Regions from separate parts of the Sus scrofa genome. Here region 1 is linked to region 2. The links are chromatin contacts, called in public HiChIP or PLAC-seq maps. All regions are on one chromosome and are shown on one strand. The core of a region is the stretch at or near the end of the contact, and the rest is flanking DNA. Distances in the headings are between cores, read along the strand shown.

What was found. HiChIP or PLAC-seq counts read pairs in DNA pulled down with a chosen protein or histone mark.
Region 1: an H3K27ac HiChIP or PLAC-seq map of skeletal muscle shows a contact between it and region 2. The contact joins two enhancer-like sites. A contact is called at or near these places in 2 of 47 Hi-C or Micro-C datasets (skeletal muscle and subcutaneous adipose tissue) and 1 of 2 datasets of contacts at active chromatin or transcription factors (skeletal muscle).

The regions. Positions count from the first base shown.
Region 1 is chrX:35,823,442-35,828,064 of Sscrofa11.1, forward strand. All of the region lies in intron 1 of BCOR (BCL-6 corepressor), which reads right to left. Among named protein-coding and RNA genes, the nearest start is that of BCOR, 65 kb to the right of the region's middle. Within about 2 kb of position 1,745, at least 50 of the 83 cell types and tissues checked have an H3K27ac peak or open chromatin away from gene starts, as enhancers often do. A contact at or near this core is called in skeletal muscle, where this site is marked.
Region 2 is chrX:35,676,700-35,681,226 of Sscrofa11.1, forward strand. No RefSeq gene overlaps it. Among named protein-coding and RNA genes, the nearest start is that of BCOR, 210 kb to the right of the region's middle. Within about 2 kb of position 1,877, at least 14 of the 83 cell types and tissues checked have an H3K27ac peak or open chromatin away from gene starts, as enhancers often do. A contact at or near this core is called in skeletal muscle, where this site is marked.

The DNA of each region.
Region 1 (4,623 bases), core at 495-2,994, 150 kb after region 2:
GCGCTCCAGGAAGGAGGTCTGGGTTAGAGGCACTGTGGTGACCAGGGGTGAAGCGCCTAGGGTGCGTGTCTGTGGGCCTCTAGGTTTTGGTACTCGGTGACGCCGCTCCTTGAAGCCCTGCCCGACTTGCTTCTCCCTCCCTTTGGTCATTCGGGGCTTTGTATCAGCCTGTGGAGAAGGAAAGGGAGGGAAGAGAAGAGAGTGGTTCACGTGTGTGGGTTTTATACGAAGGGTTTGTTGGAATCGCTCACCTCCAACTGTATAGCCTCCTTTATAGGGTGAAAAGGCGGAACGTGGGCCCCAGGGGGGGGAAGGGTCAGAAATCTAGGCCTGGAAGCTGGATCCTACTCTACTGGTCGGCTCAGCTACACTCAGTCCCGCAAGCAGGGTGGGGGGACCCTGCAGAGTGGGGGCAGGCCGAGAGAGCCAGGTCCCTCGATGCAGGAGATGCCAAACCTCCCTCCCACGGGTGAGAGCGCAGGTCCCCCTGGCGCGCTCCCCAGCCCAGAGCGCACGCCATGGCTCCGCAATGGAGCTGCTCAGGCGGCAATTTTTTAAGCCTGCAATTAAGCGAGGCGTCGCCGTGTCCTCTGCTAGTGTCGATCCTGTCAGTCGCACATGGCCTTGGTGCTTCGGTCCGAGGCCCCGCGATTAGTCACAGGCTCGCTTCGCTCCTTTCCCTAATCCGCCTCTGCAGGCAGCCTGGGGACGCGGCCGACTTGGCGGGGCTGGCAGAGAGCCACTGTGCGCGGGGCGGGCCGCCTGGCCAGTACCAGCCCCGCTGCGCCCAAGCCGGCGCGGGCCCCGGGGTGCTGGCTTGGGACTTCCTCCCCCTTCGCAGCCCCCAGGCTGGGGCGACGGCGCCCCTCCTCCTCTCGCCCCACTCCCGGGCCTGCGAGATCTATTTGTGTGGTGTCATTTGCATAAAAATAGGACAAGTGTTTCAGTGCGTTCGAACGCGGGAGGCGAAATCCTTATTGATGTGTCTGTGTGGAGCCCTCGGTTGTCGGAGCGGTTTGATTTAGGGTGTTTGTGTTGCCTTCTGCGAGAAATGAGAGGAAATCCTGCGCAACGCCTAGAGCGGCCGGCGCCCTACAGAGCATCCCCCTCTGCACGGCCTGGAACGGTCCACCGCCTGGACCCCGGCGAGCCGAGTCCACAGCGAGCAGGTTGAGGGCCAGGCGGGCGACCCATTATGACTCATAAAACCGGGCGGCCTAATCACCAGCTGCCAACCCGTTTACGTGTGGCGCTTCCCAATGCTCCCTTCGCCGGGCCCGGGCCTCCAGCAGGTTCGCCCTGGACAAGGCTAGAGCCGCTCAGTGGGGGCTAATCGAGTGGCCGCCCGTTCCCGTCGGCAGCTCGGCTTCCCTTCCCGGGCGAACCCCGCTCTCCCGGCCTTTGCGCTGCTCGCCAGCAACTCCTCAGCTTCGACAAATAGCTGGGAGGGCGCCGGCCGCGCGGAGCCAGTAAATCAATCATTAACTCCCCGGCGAGGCCTGGCCAGGGGAGGGAGCGGCGGCCAGAGCCGAGTCTGCGGGGCGAGCGCGAGGCCCCCACCCTGGGTCGGGAACCGTCCACGCTCCAGGGGACAGGGTGCGTGAAAGTGGGTCCCCTCAGGGCCTCAAGAGCCCCTCCAGAAGCCTCCGCCTGCCGGGCCTTTCAAGCCCGCACCTCGCCTCGCCTGGCAGGTCGGGTTACTGTGCGGCCCCCGGGCAGGCTGGAACATTAACGAGCCGCCCCGGGCCTCGGGGCCTGCTCTCCCCAGGAGAGCCTGCCGCACTTGGGCAGGCTTCTCTGATCCGGTCGGGCTCCTCCAGACTCCGGCTTGCCAAGCCAAACCGATCGCGCCCCTGTCGACTAGTCTCCCTACGGCGCCCTCCCCACGGAGCACACCGTGGGGCGGCACGCAGGGGGTTAAAAGCTCCGGTTCGCACTGGCTCCTCGGCAGCGCTGAGGAAACGCTGATCAAAGTGCTTACGGGGAAAGAAACACACACGCGCGCTCGGGCCTGGGTAGAAGAAGGGCGACTGGAGAGACGGCGAGGGAGCCGCCTGCTTCGACCCGCTTCCCACACTCCTGGGAGCGCGGCGGCGGCCCGCGCGATTCTCTCCTCGGAGCTCGGCGCGGCGGGGCCGGGAGGACGGCAGGGAGGGGGAGGAACAAGGGGGCGGGAGGCGAGCCCGGGCTGCGCGCCAAGAGGCCCGGAGCCGCAGATTAGTCACTGCTCGGCTGGGCGCTCACGGGTGCGCCCGGGAACCGGGAGGGCAGGCGTCGGCCCCGCTCCGCCGGGCTCCCGGGGGGCTCGGCGCCGCGGCGCGGGTGCCCCCGCCCCCACCCCCGCGCACGCCCGGCGCGCCTGGATGGACTCCCGGGGGCTCGCGCTGCGGAGATCCACTTGTCAGTTCAAGGGCAGGACAGAAACTCTGCAAGCGGAGTCTTGCGAACAGGAAATTTCTCATTGACAAGGTGCTGCCCCTCCCCCACGCCGGGCTTCAAAACAAAACAAAAACCCGGCGCGAGCGACCAAGGCACCCAGCCTGGGCCCGCCGCGGCCTGCGCTGCTCCGCCGCTTCGGCGACCCCCGCGGGTCGGCCCCGGCCAGGAGAGTGGAGAGCTCGCCGAGCCCCGGGCCCCGAGCGCTGGCGGCCGCCAACAAACAGGCCTGGAAGGCGGGCTGGGCTCGGGCCCCGCCGAGGGCTCCCAGCTGCCACCTCCGGGGCCCGGGCAGGGGCGGCCGCGGAGACCGGGAGGCTCCGCGCCTTCTCGGCTTCTGAGCCTGGCCGAACGCCTTTCGCGAAGCCGGGGGCCGCCGGGTCAGCGGCTCCCCGGAGGCGCGTGGGGGGCGGGGAGGCCGCGCGGCGCCGCCGACTCGGTGAATCCCGCTGCGGGGACCCGGGAGGGCGGCGAGCTCGGCCTGGCAAAGTTCCTGTAGAAACTCCATGTTTAGCAACTCCGGCGGCGTTGCGGGAGGAGGGGGAGAGGAGGGCGCGCGGGGTGTGCCGGGGCGGCCGGCACCCGCCTTTCACTCCGGGGGAGGGAGTCCGGCGCCCCCCCCCCAGCCCAAGGCGAAGTCTGGGGGGCGGGGACGGCCGGGTCCCGGGCGCGTTCTTTTGTGTCTGCCCCTCTCTTTCCTCCACATTCTGAAAGGAAATGTCTAAACCCGTTTCATTTATTGCATGCAGCCAGAAGAAGAAGGCTTCCTTTTTAGGGACCCTGATATTCAGGGTAATTTCGTATTTGACACATGTAAATACTTAGTACTCTCAGGTAAGGTCAAATTATTTATCATCTTAATTTATATTTCAATAGGCCTACAATTTAGAGGCGCGAAATGCCTCCTTATGAATCATTATGGTCTATTAGGGGAAGTAATGTATAAACAGCACTATTTGGGAGGGAATCACTTATGTTGACATTTAAATGGCTCTTCAATAGTTAAAAAGAGAGAGAGAGAGACATTCGAGTGCCTTTGATTAAATATACAATTTACACGACCATCAGCAAAGCCATCAGGAATATAAATTCTTCTTGGGATTTTTATTTATTTATTCCCGCTTTTTAAAAAAGCCTTCTAGGGCAGGCATGCCATTTAATCCCTATGGGAAAACCCACAAATTTCAGGCAAAATATCATTTTCCTCTCCCCCAGCTAATGGTTTATCAGAAACCCAGGGAATCACTGGAAATGTGAGCAAACTCCACCAGCAGGCACCCCAGTGGGATGTTTGTAGATCTTTGTACCTCAGTAACAGAATCAACCACTTTCTAGCAATGTTGCAACTGATTTGGGCAACATAGTAGCTTCCCTGCTGGAGTGGAACCTTCCTGAAGGCCTGTGCCTATCCATTCAACCTGCTGTTCCCATAGCACTCAGCACAGGGCCTCGTACCATTTTAAGACATCCTCCTACACCTGCTAAAATATCACTGGCAGAGGCTCTTCCTGGCTGCCTCCCTCCCCCACCCCCATGCACTCTTTATTGAATTACCCTGTTCTATTCATTCCCTTGAAGCATCTCCCGTCTTTAGAATGCCCTTCCTTGACCCTACCTCTCCTTCTCCAGCTCCCTATTTATCTGTTCTCCAGCACAGCTGTACTTCTCAAAAGAGGCGTCTACATCCATGTAGTATTTCCATTTCCTTACCTTGTCTGCACTCTAAAAATCAGTTTTGTTTTGTTTTGTTTTGTTTTTAAAGGGCCGTACCTGCGGCATAGGGAGGTTCCCAGGCTAGGGGTCGAATCAGAGCTGTAGCTGCCAGCCTACACCACAGCCACAGCAACGCAGGACCGAGCCGCGTCTGCCACCTACACCACAGCTCACGGCAACGCCGGATCCTTAACCCACTGAGCGAGGCCAGGGATGGAACCTGCGTCCTCATGGAATCTGCTAGTCAGATTCCCTTCCCCTGAGCCACAACGGGAACTCCAAAATCAGCTAGTTTTGATATCCTTCTAAGATACGGGGATAAACTGCAGCTTTGTTTGTAACAGCGGAAGGTTAGAAACCACCTAAATGTCCAGCAGTGATAGGTATGGTCCAGGCATACAACAGGAATCTTCTGTAGCTATTTAAAACTAAAGAAGAACTGCTTTGTAGCATTGATGAGGAAAAAGCCCTAAA
Region 2 (4,527 bases), core at 627-3,126:
GTGAACGGGCAAAAGGTGACACCCAGTCAGTAGCCCCCGCCTGCACCCCCACCCACACACATTCAGGGGGCCTCACTGGTTCCACGGGAGAGCGTGCTGATACTCTGCTGAGGGGCCCACGTGGCCGGGGAATAGCCTTCTTGGGCAGCCAGACAGCCTGCTGGGAGTGCCAGGTCTCCACCAGCCTGCCAGGAGCCGGTGGCCCAGCACTGGCAGAAGACTCTCACTGCCTGGCCCAGCAAGCTCACGGCAGGAGCAGAAGGGAAGTTAAGGACATTGGAATTCGAGACACCATTTCAATTTGGGCTCGTTTTTTGTTTCCTTCAAGCTAAAATTGTTCAGTTTCCAGCACCTGAGCTCCCAGCAAAAAGGGAACCGTTTCTGTTCAGTGCCCGCCTTCGGAGGGAGGGCGACGGGTGGGGGCGGAGGGTGGGCTGTCCCCCCGGGGCCAGGAGAACCATCTGCCTGTTCACTCTTAGCCCAACAAATGGCCAAAACAAAGCTGAGTTTCTGAGTGACCCCGGCAGCTGAGGGCGGCCAAGGCCAAAGTCCACGGTGGGAAGCCAGATCTCCAACACCCACTAGCTTCCAGGTCAGTGCTGCTTCTTCCTCCCTCTGCAGTCAGCAATAGTACTCGAGGCCAACCAGCCAGATGGAGTCAATCCGAAAGTCAAACTTTCAGAAAAAAACCTTCTCCGTCCTCAAGGTACACATGCAGACTGCCTAACAACCAAAGATCCGAGGGCCATAGTGGACCCCAGACTTGGGAAGCAGCCTGCTGTTCTAAAATGGTCTAAGTTCACTCTGGAGGGCTTCTGGGGCTTTGGCTTCCATGTCCTTCTTGGGGCACCCCTGGGCCTGCCCCTCAGCAAAACTCAACCCTTAAGCACTACGGTTCCTGGTTCTAAAGATAAGCTTGCCTCCCAGTTCTTCCACCTACAAGCTGTGGTCTTTGGGCAAGTGATTTGAGCTCTCTGAACTTCACTTTCTCTTCGGCAAAATGAAGCTAGTAACAATACTGACGTCAGGGTGGCATCTTGAAGCTTGAAGAACAGACACGAAGTGTTCGAAATTTAGCCAAGAATCGGGAGTTCCCATCGTGCGTGGCTCAGTGGTTAACGAATCCGACTAGGAACCATGAGGTTTCAGGTTCAATCCCTGGTCTTGCTCAGTGGGTTAAGGATTCGGCGTTGCCGTGAGCTGTGGTGTAGGTTGCAGACGAGGCTTGGATCCCACGTAGGTCGGCGACTACGGCTCTGATTTGACCCCTAGCCTGGGAACCTCCACATGCCACAGAAGCAGCCCTAGAAACAGCAAAAAGACAAAAAAAAAAAAGAAAGAAAGAAAGAAAGAAAAGAAATTTAGCCAAGTATCTAGTACATAGTACGCCCGTAAGCAATGTTAGTACTTCTGGCTGCACAGGATCCTAGCCTGGCGCAGCCTAGAATTTAGCCTTGAGCTAAAGCTCAAAGGAAGGAGACAGCCGCCAAAGTGAATTCCACTCACTGGCTGATTTTCCAAAAGGCCCTCTGAGTCTACGCATCTTACGCTTTGTCCCTCAAAAGAAGGCAGACCCTTTGCTCACCAGCTCATTCCCCCGTGCCTTCCTTCTGGCTGCACCATCCAGACCTTGCTGGCCCATTTTCCCACCGCCCTTCAGATGGGGGGGCTCTCCCTGGGCCCCCAGCAGGGGGGCGGCCGTCGGCAGGCCACAGCACACACAGGTGACGCTCCAAGGACGCAGTGCTCAGACGCATCTTGAGGGGAACCGCCGTGGTGCTTATTGGCGCCATAAATCACCAACTCTTCTCATCCGGCTGCACCTCCCTGTCCCTGCTCCCTTCCAGCCAAGCTGTCCCCAGGGCCATTCCCCGCCACTCCTCCCCCGCCACCCGCCCTGCATGACTCCCCCCATTCAGGGGCCAGAGCCAAGAGCTCACACACAAGCAAGATGAGTTCAGCTGAGTTTATTTTTTCTCCTTCTAGTTCACAAGTCTGAACTGCCTTTGTTCCAGAACAATGAGGAGTGTCCCGCCTGGGAAGGTGGAAGGGGCCTGGGGCCAGGGGTGGGGCGGGGCGGGGCGGGGTCAGGACCGGGGCTTGGTTGCTCTGCACGCCTTGGACCCGAGCCCTACTGCACGCTGACCGCTGGCCAGCCCTCCTCCGGGCTGGCTTCTGCACCCAGCACATGTTCTCTGTCGCACAATCCACAGCCCTTCGGGAAGCCAGTGGAGCGTTGTTGTTGTCGGCCCTATCACCTGCTGAGTCGCGCAGCCTGCCCACCTACTTGCTTCCTGCATGCAAATCAAGGGTCACCGCTGGGGGGGGTCTCTGCCCTCTAAGGATGCTCCTGCCAGGTGGTCTTCGCCATTTTCTCCAGCAGGCAGAGGCCTTCTCTTGGGTTTCGTCACTTGCGCAGAGGAGACTCTCCAGATGTGTCGTAGAAAACCCCCCAAAAGTAGAGACAAAGTCCCAAACCAGAGCCAAAACGAGGAAGAGGGAAAGGACGGAGGAGATTGTCAGGGCACGAGATTTCATCACATATCTGGAATTGAAGGCCCTCCCAGGTGCACCCGTAAACACATACTCACACAACACAGAACATTCTGGAAGAACTTAACAGTGGTCATCTCTAGATAAAATGGGGTTATGGGTGATTTTGATTTGCCTCCATCTCTCAGCTCCCATGGTGAGCTGTGTGATTTAGGGGAAATCATTATCTATGTTCAGTTTCCTCATCTGTAAAATGGGGTCACAATAGTCCGTGTCTCGGTGTATTGTTGTGAAGTGTCCACGAGATTATCCATATCAAGATCTGAGAGCAAGGTGGTGAGGGAGGGGTGAATTAGGGGGTTGGGATTAATATAAACACACTGCTATATATAAAATAGATCATCAACAAGGACCTTCTGTGTAGCAAAGACAACTATACGCAACATTTTGGAATACCCTGTAAGGGAAAAGAATCTGAAGAAGAAAATATGTAACTGGAGTTCCTGTTATGGCGCAGTGGAAATGAATCCAACTAGGGACCATGAGGTTGAGGGTTCGATTTCTGTCCTCGCTCAGTGGGTGAAGGATCTGGCGTTGCCATGAGCTGTAGTGTAGGTCCCAGATGTGGCTCTGATCCTGAGTTGCCGTGGCTGTGGTATAGGCTGGCAGCTATAGCTCTGATTCAACCCCTAGCCTGGGAACTTCCATATGCTGCAGGTGAGACCCTAGAAAGCAAATATATATATATATATATATATATATATAACTGAACCATTGTGCTGTACGCCTGAAACTAACACAATATTGTAAACCAACTACACTCAAATTAAATAAATATCTGAGAGCAGTGTCAGGCATCAATAGTTGCAGATTCAATAAATACAATTATTGTAATTATTTTTCTTAAATTCCTTGGCCTTTTCCCGGGTGGGGGGTCTGCATTGCTTTTTAAATTTTATAAAAAATTTATTTTTTATTTTTTTGTCTTTTGGCCATTTCTTGGGCTGCTCTCGCGGCATGTGGAGGTACCCAGGCTAAGGGTCGAATTGGAGCCGTAGCCGCCAGCCTATGCCAGACCCACAGCAACTCGGGATCTGAGCCGCATATGCAACCTACACCACAGCTCACGGCAACACCGGCTCCTTAACCCACTGAGCAAGGCCAGGGATCGAACCCGAAACCTCATGGTTCCTAGTCGGATTCGTTAACCACTGAGCCACGATGGGAACTCCTAAATTTTGTAAAAAATGTATGTATATATTTCGTTTGAATTCAAAAAGTAATATGTGCTGCAGTTCCTGGTGGCCTAGTGGGTTAAGGACCTGGTGTTGTCACTGCTGTGGTTCAGGTGGCATGGGCTCAATCCCAGGCCTTGAAACATCTGCATGCCGCAAGTGTGGCCCCCACCCAAAAAATACATAAAATGAAGTGTAACAGACTTTCTAAAAAATAAAAAGGCAAACAAAAAGTAATATGGTCTTATAAAAATTCAAATAATTCCTAGAAAAAAAGGTGAACTCTCACCCTCCTTCTTTTTTTCTTTCTTTCTTTTTTTTTTTTCTGTCTTTTGTCTTTTTAGGCCCACACCCAAGGCATATGAAGGTTCCCAGGCTAGAGAGCTAATCAGAGCCATAGCCACCGGCCTACAGCACACATAGCTCACCGCAACACCGGATCCCGAACCCACTCAGCGAGGCCAGGGATCGAACCCGCAACCTCATGGATGCTAGTCAGATTCATTTCCACTGAGCCACGACAGGAACTCTGTCACCCTCCTTCCCGATACTGCTCTGCTTCCCAGAGGGACCCACCAGCCCCAGACTGGCCAGTTAGCTTAAGGCCTTTCCCTCTGAGTTGATAAATACACAGAGAGTTGTGTATAAAGGGACTCGCACTGGTTTGCAGTTTGCTTCTCATTTCATATTTCTTGGAGAACATTCTGTACCAGCACATACCAGTCTTTTTATTTATTTATTTATTTATTTATTATTACTATTATTATTTTTTTGTGTGTCTTTTTGCCATTTCTTGGGC